Linked DNA regions of Gossypium hirsutum: region 1 is linked to region 2. A link is a contact called in public Hi-C data. All regions are on one chromosome and are shown on one strand. Each heading gives the region's core, a stretch centred on a gene start, on an enhancer-like site or on the middle of the called end of the contact. The rest is flanking DNA. Distances are from core to core; before and after follow the strand shown.

Region 1 (3,864 bases), core at 669-3,168, 81 kb after region 2:
ATCCCATCTATTGTTTGTAGATAATTGTATCCTTTTTAAAGAGGCAACCTAGGGAGGGGCTTTGGTGTTGAAACATATTTTGAAAGAATATGAGCATTCTTTCGGACAATGTGTGAATTTTGACAAGTCGGTTATTTATTTTAGCTCTAATGTTGAGGAGTCCCTTGGGGTGCAGATTGTGACCTCTTTGAGGGTCCGTATTTCTACTGAGCTAGAAAGGTATTTGGGTTTGTCAAATATCATTGGGAGAAATAAAAAGAGGGTGTTTCAACATTTAAAAGACCGATTGTGCAATAAGATTGAAAATTGGTGTATATAACCTTTGTTTCAAGGTGGAAAAGAGGTCTTTATTAAGAGTGTCTTGCAGGTTATTCCCACGTTTTCTATATTGTGTAAATGATTTTCTAGTGTGGAGGGGCGAGTTGATGGATGAGTTCACGGTGCATAGCGGTTACAAGTTACTTTTACAAGGTAATTTTAATAACCCAAATAATTACAACCCGATTGACAATACAAAATGCTAAAAGAAAATTTGGAACCTTGATCTTCCTTCTAAAATAAAAATTACAACTTGGAAAACTACTTTTAATTATCTTCCTACTTTAGTGAATCTTCGACCAAAGAGATTAACTACTGAGGTTGTTTACCCAAGATATATACAAGGGTTGGAAACAAGGGAACACTTTTTTCATGATTGTTCTATTACAAAGGAGACATGGGAAAATTTAGATTATGTCTGGTTATAAGAAACGTCACAACTTGAGTTTATGGATTGGTTTACCTGGGTTTTGCTAAACAGTAGGGTGGATGTGTGCCGAATATTTGTTTGTGCCATTTGGGCTATCTGGACTAGTAGAAATCAATGGATTCATGAGGGGCAAAAGAAATCTAGAGCAGAGACAACGAAGTTCATTAAGCATTATATTCATGAATTAATAAAGCTTGATAGAAAGAGTCTTGCCTTAAGCCCAGACTCTGATAGATGGAGACCACCGCAGCAAGGGTTCTTTAAAATCAATTTTGATACTACTTTTGATATCAAGGAAAACAGATCCTGCTTAGAAATCATAGTCAGAAATTTTAAAGGAGATATTTTAGTTTCTAATACGACGGTTCACGAGAATATACCTTTAGTTTTTGCAGCTAAAGCCACTGCTTGTTTACAAGCAGTTATTGTGGATAGAGATTTAGGGATTATGCATGTTGTGATTGAAGGTTATTCTTTGACGGTAATCAAGAAAGTTCAAAATACTAAGAGGCACAAATCAACAATAGGACTTTATATTCATGATGTTAAAAATTTGAGTGAGGTTTTTCATGGCTGTAAGTTTTAACATGCGAGACGACTAGCAAACGAATTTGCTCATTGTTTGGCAACTGAAGGTTTAAAAATGGGGAGAAATACGTACCTTGTTAATGGATATGTTGGTCAGGAAATCACTGAATCAGAAATAGATCGTGGATAAAGATGAAATCCGTAACCTAGTCAAGTTCTAAAATGAATGTGTGGTTTGTGAGAAGAAATTGAATCGATTATAATTTCATCAGTTTGTCTTCTCCAGGAGCTTGTTTGTTGAGGTGCAGATATTTTTAAAATTCTCTAGAAGATGACCGCTCATGAGGCTGGGTTGTTGTTGCTTTTGTTATGTTTTTTTTTCCATTTTTTAACGTTTAGTTTGCTTTGGTTTCTTTTTTGGTACTGTTTTTAGTTTTGTTTTTGAATTGGGCTTTGTTTAGTTTTTTGGGCTTTTCTTGTTGGATTCTTGTTTTTAATACAACCTAGTATTTTTAATCAAAAAGATTTACAACATGGCGTATATTCCATAATTTCATCCCTAGTTTCTCTAATCTGTACAACCAACAGCTGCCCTTTAATGCTTGTTGCGCTCAATGCTCAGCTGCTGCTAAAACTTTAAAGAACATCTTTTGTGACTGTCCCTCTGTTGTTGGTATATGGGTGGACCGGCACATAACTTAGCCTAGTGAGCTTTTGGAGGCATGCTTGCAGAACTGGTTATTTTACATCATTCAAGTTTACCCTATTACAATTTCCAAGAAAGTTGTGTGTGCGTTATGGTTTATCTGGAATGCTCAACATCGTCGTGTATACAAAAATGTCATTATACAAATGCATGTTTTAATTCAACAGGTTGAGACTTACCTTCTAGAATTAGATATGGCACAGGTGAAGCTTCCTAGGCGCCTGATTGGGGTTGAGCGGTGGCAACCCCCAAATAGATGCTGTTTGAAAAGCAACTTTGATGACGGATTTTCATTCCCCTTCTAAGACATCTTGCGCGAGAGTTGTTATCAGAAATAAACATGGGATTGTATTGGGTTCACACACACTGGTCTGTAAACACATACCTTCGGCTTTTGTAGCTCTTCCCACTACTTGTCTTCATGTGGTCCACTTAGGCCTGGCTCTTGGTTCCCATATGTGATTGTTGAAGGCGACTCCCTCACGGTACTTTGTAAGGTCCAATCTTCCCGACCTGATCTATCGATCCTCGACGCTTATATCCAAGATATGAAATGTTAGGCAGGATATTTTCGCAAGTGTGACTTTCAACATGTCCTTCACGTGGGTAATACTATGGCTAATTTGTTGGCTAAAGAAGGCTTGAAAGTAGGGATGGGCTCCTATATGTGCAGAAGTGTTCTCGATTTTATGAAACGGGTGGTAAAGCGTGATCATCTCTCGAGTTTGTGAGGTGTTTTACGGGCAATGGAGAGGGGTGGGGGCGCTTTTCGTGGGTTTTTTGTTGTTTCTTTTGGGAGTGTTTAGGGGTTTGGGGTTGGTTTTTAGGAAGATTTCTCTTTGCTCCGGCGATGCCTCTGTGCCCTTGTTTGGATCGCCACTATTTCTCTTTGTGCTTGTAGTTTGTGTGTTAGCCTTTCTAGTTTTCTTTCTCGATAGATCTTTTGGTTTCCAACTGTTTCTGCTGCCATTCAGCTTTTTGATATCTGATCACCTCCGTTTGTTAGGGTTTTCATTTGTTGCGTGGGCCATGTATTGGGCTTTTTTAGGATTTGATCTGGTTGGTTTTCATTTTTTGTCTTGCTTGGTTTCTATTTATCTTGTACTGGACCTCCTTTTTTTTGTTCTGTATAATACAAGCCCAGTTTCTTTAAAAAAAAAAGGTATGTTAAACACAAAATCTAAAGCTTAGAGCCATTTATTTTAATCTAATAGCTAAAATCGTTTTAAAAGTTCTCACTATAATTGCCATAAAAAATTGAGTATCCATTGCTTTCCCTTATTTTTTATTTACCCCAATTTTGGGGAGAAAGCTAAAGAAAGGAAAGTAAATTTTACGATGTAAAATGATTTTTTTTGTCCTCTCTTTCTTTTATAAATAGATTTATAAAGAAAAGGTTATAATTTGTAAAGATATTATCATAATGAATCATTTCCTTTCCACGTTTATCTAAATAAAAATGATTAAAATTATTTAATTTTTCTTTCTTTCACTAATTTTAACTATCTAAACAAAATAATAAGTAATTCTTAATTTATTTAGCTTTTCACTTTTTTTCTACTTTTAATCCAAACATAGGGTTAACATTGTCCTTTAAATATTTCACTTTTATATTTATAACTTGAACTTAATTTTTTAATTTATTAAAACACATATTTTAAATATTTTTTAAAAAATTTTAAAATTTATTGACTACTTTGAAATAAGGGTAAACTACTAAAATAGTCACTTTTGTTTACCTCTGGTTACATTTTAGTCACTTATGTTTAAAATGTTACATTTTAGTCACTTACATTAACGTGTTGTAAAATTTTAGTTACTGAGTCATTAATTACATTTAACTGTGTAACGATAAGCTAACGTGGCACGTTAAATCATCATT
Region 2 (3,422 bases), core at 187-2,686:
TATCGTTACCTATTCTAAAATTTTGAAAATTTTCAATTTGGCCCTATTTCATGTTCAAACTAACAATTAAGTTTTCGTATGTGTGATTGAGTCTCGGTAAAGTCTCTTTATCATATAATGACTATAATTATGAAATATTTGTATGTTTAAATGGTTTATTTTCAATGTTTTCGTCAGTAGTTGCTCCGGAAATGATTGTAACATTCTATAACTCATACTCGACGATCAGGTAGGACGAGGGGTGTTACAATTAGAGTGTTGTCACTTCATCCTTTCGCAACATTGTCCATGTGTTTGACTCCATGATAAAATAAAAAAACAACAACAATAAACAAAACAACCCAATTTTCAATAAATTCCCGATTCAATTTTATGACAATAAAAAGTACTCACTACGTTAAGTAAACCCAAATATAATTCTAATTGCTTCAATTCTTTTTTAAACTTTTATTTGCTTCATCAACGGTGATCAGCTCAAGCTAACAAAAAATCAGTTGATTATCATAGAGAGATATTATGTTCTCTACCATTTGAAGTATAAGGAAAGCAATGTATTTCTAATTATCTTATTTAATAATAAGAATTTAAAAAAAAATGTCTTTGTGATTATTTCTAATTTACATATTGTGAATTGAATTATTTAAAAAAGGATAAATTAAAATAATTTGTAAATATTAAAAGTTAAATTTATTATATACTAAATTTAAAAGTTGTCATGTAATCTTTCTGTTAATCGTTTAATAATTTGTGACAAAAAAATTTAAATGAGATTTTGTAAGTTTTGAATGGGGAAATCAAACTTTATTTTATCCTAAATTATATTCTCTTGGTCTAACTAAATTTATTGCATTTTGAAGTGATAGAATTACTAAGTTGCAATAGATAAAACAATGGAGTCACTGACTCTGGAATCACACGTTATTCTATCTTTGAAAATCGAAAGTAACCCCCCAACCAACAAATTAATAAAGAAAAAATGGAAGTAAAACTGCCCATCTTCTTCATGGCAAATAGCGAAGCAAGAGGTAGGTATAAAAATCCGAAATGGCTTCCCGAACTGTTGGCCAAGTCCCCCACAAAGGACAATCCATCTACCAACTGATCACGCGCAGTGCACGTGAACCCTGCAAAAACCCATATCAAGCCAAATGAGTTAAGGTCCCCACCTTCTACATGACTGATAAAAAACCTGCAATCCTGCATGCAAAAAACAGCTTTGAAAAGTAGTCATCCCCGCACCGGCTTCCTCCATTAACACTGGCCCGAGCTTTGGCACTGCATGCCAGTTGGTAGTGTAGCCTTAATTAGAGCTGCCTGGTTTTTGTAGTTGCATTCAAAGCTGAGGGGTCCCACTTTCGTCTTTCCTCTCCCCTTCACAATGCATCTCGCTGAAGAAGAGGGTTGGCCCCAACTGTAATTAAAGATGAAAAGGACGTGTTTGAGGGGTCCCTGCAAAGCTGGAGAATGGGGAGCCAAGGGATTTGCTGCACTCCTTCCATGAAGCAATATGCAAGTGAAACGTTGTTTTCAACTCTTTGTCCATACACTTAACCACAAAGGAAAACAACTCCAACTCCAACTTCATTTTATAATCTTTTTATATATAACATAATATTTATTATTCTCAAATGACCGCTTTGTTTTCTAAAAAGAGAAAATCAAACTCCATTTCCATTTGAGTTTGATGAATAGTGTTTGACTTGTGAGAGGATTCTTTTTAAATAATAATAATATTAGTGGGTATAATCTTGGCAGATTCTCTCCATCATTTTCCTTTCTGTTTGTCTGATAATAAAATTATTTGAAGTGCCCAGGCAGCTCTCCTTTTTTAAGGGTTTCCCCTTCAACAAATAAGATATTCGCTACTTTATTATCCCTTTTTGTCCATAAAATTCAGATAATTAAATATTGCACATGGGCTGATGCAATGGAACATTGGATCTTTTTATATGATTAGGGATATCTAAAATCACTTTTTCAAACAATCATACAATAATCAATAAATGATAGGACTTTGGGGGGGGTGTTGAATCATTACATGCACTTCCTTTTAACAACCCAACAAAAAATAATGTTATTTTTTATTTTTATAATTAAAGGTCTTGAGAATAGTGGTTCAAATTTTCTTTTTTCTTGAAATCTAATATTCAAACCTTATTATTGTGTTCCGAGTGGTTTTTTTTTTAAAACAAACTTTCCTTTTTCTTTTAATTATTGAATTAGGCTGTTTTGTAAAAAACTTACGGGGCTAGGTCGAAATAATGAAAATATTTCCAATTAGAAGCATTTTTAACGAATTTGTAGGAAAGTATTTTCAGTGTATTGATAGAAAAATACTTCGAACTAGAAGCACTTTCTGCTCCCAGTATCTTTTTTAGAAATATTTTGGTGCCATCTCTTGTGAAAATAAAACTTATAAAACAAGTATTTATATAGACTTTAAGTCTCATTTTTCTTGTTTTCTTAAACGACATGGGATATAGGTCTATATAGACTCAATCCATTTGCAGTTTGTTCCTAAACAATATGGGATTTCTCACTTTTTTAACTAACAACATAAATAAAATTAAAGGCTACACTTAATTCTTAAAAACTAAAGACAAAACTTTGTACAATATTAAACTCTAACAAATTATTTTGTCATTTTTAAATGCTATCCTTTTGCTTGAGATTATTCAGATTATAAATTGAGGTTAGTCATTAGAAAACTAATTATTATCTTTAAATTATTTTTGGGTAATTTGGGTAAATCATTTTTTTATTTTTTATTTTCTTTCATTTTTTATCATGAAAATTTTATACATTTGTATCGCATTTGTGTTATTTTTTATTTTATAATCATGTATTAATTTATATTTAAAAATATTATTTACACTTGAAAATTTTCTATTTTTTAACAAATAAGAAAAAAATAAAAATATTCTCATAATAAAATATTTTTTTGTAAATATGTAAAATTATTTAAGTAATTTTCTTGATTGATTTAGTCTTAACTCATTTACATTGTTCTTTTATTATTTTTTATAGGAAGAGAGGTAGAGTTGTTTCATGTTTGAATTTAAAATTATGTATTAATAGAAGACTAAATAATAATACAAATTCTTTGTCACCGAATTATTTATTGACTAATATACTTTTTACTTTTAGAAATATAGAGAAATGTAAAAATAAACATATCGAGTTAATACAATAATATCTATAATTATTGACAAAATAATATCTATATTTAACATATTCAAAAATAAAAACTAAAATATGCGTCACTATATTATCTCTAATTAATTTTTACACTTTAATATTTATATATAAAATATTATGTGTTACTATATGTGTAAATTAGCCTTTCTTTTTTTACTGGACTTTTTTTACAACGATAATATTTGTATAAGAGTTTATGATGTTTTATTTTGTTAGAGTTTAAT

What was found. A called contact is a pair of places that touch in the nucleus more often than the background predicts.
Region 1: a contact with region 2 is called in a Hi-C map of leaf, with 4 times the contacts expected there. The contact joins two enhancer-like sites. A contact is called at or near these places in 2 of 34 Hi-C or Micro-C datasets (both in leaf).

The regions. Positions count from the first base shown.
Region 1 is chrA07:37,387,378-37,391,241 of Gossypium_hirsutum_v2.1, forward strand. No RefSeq gene overlaps it. Among protein-coding and RNA genes, the nearest start is that of LOC107952877, 10 kb to the right of the region's middle. Within about 2 kb of position 1,919, at least 7 of the 9 cell types and tissues checked have an H3K27ac peak or open chromatin away from gene starts, as enhancers often do. A contact at or near this core is called in leaf, where this site is marked.
Region 2 is chrA07:37,306,880-37,310,301 of Gossypium_hirsutum_v2.1, forward strand. No RefSeq gene overlaps it. Among protein-coding and RNA genes, the nearest start is that of LOC121204232, 20 kb to the left of the region's middle. Within about 2 kb of position 1,437, at least 5 of the 9 cell types and tissues checked have an H3K27ac peak or open chromatin away from gene starts, as enhancers often do. A contact at or near this core is called in leaf, where this site is marked.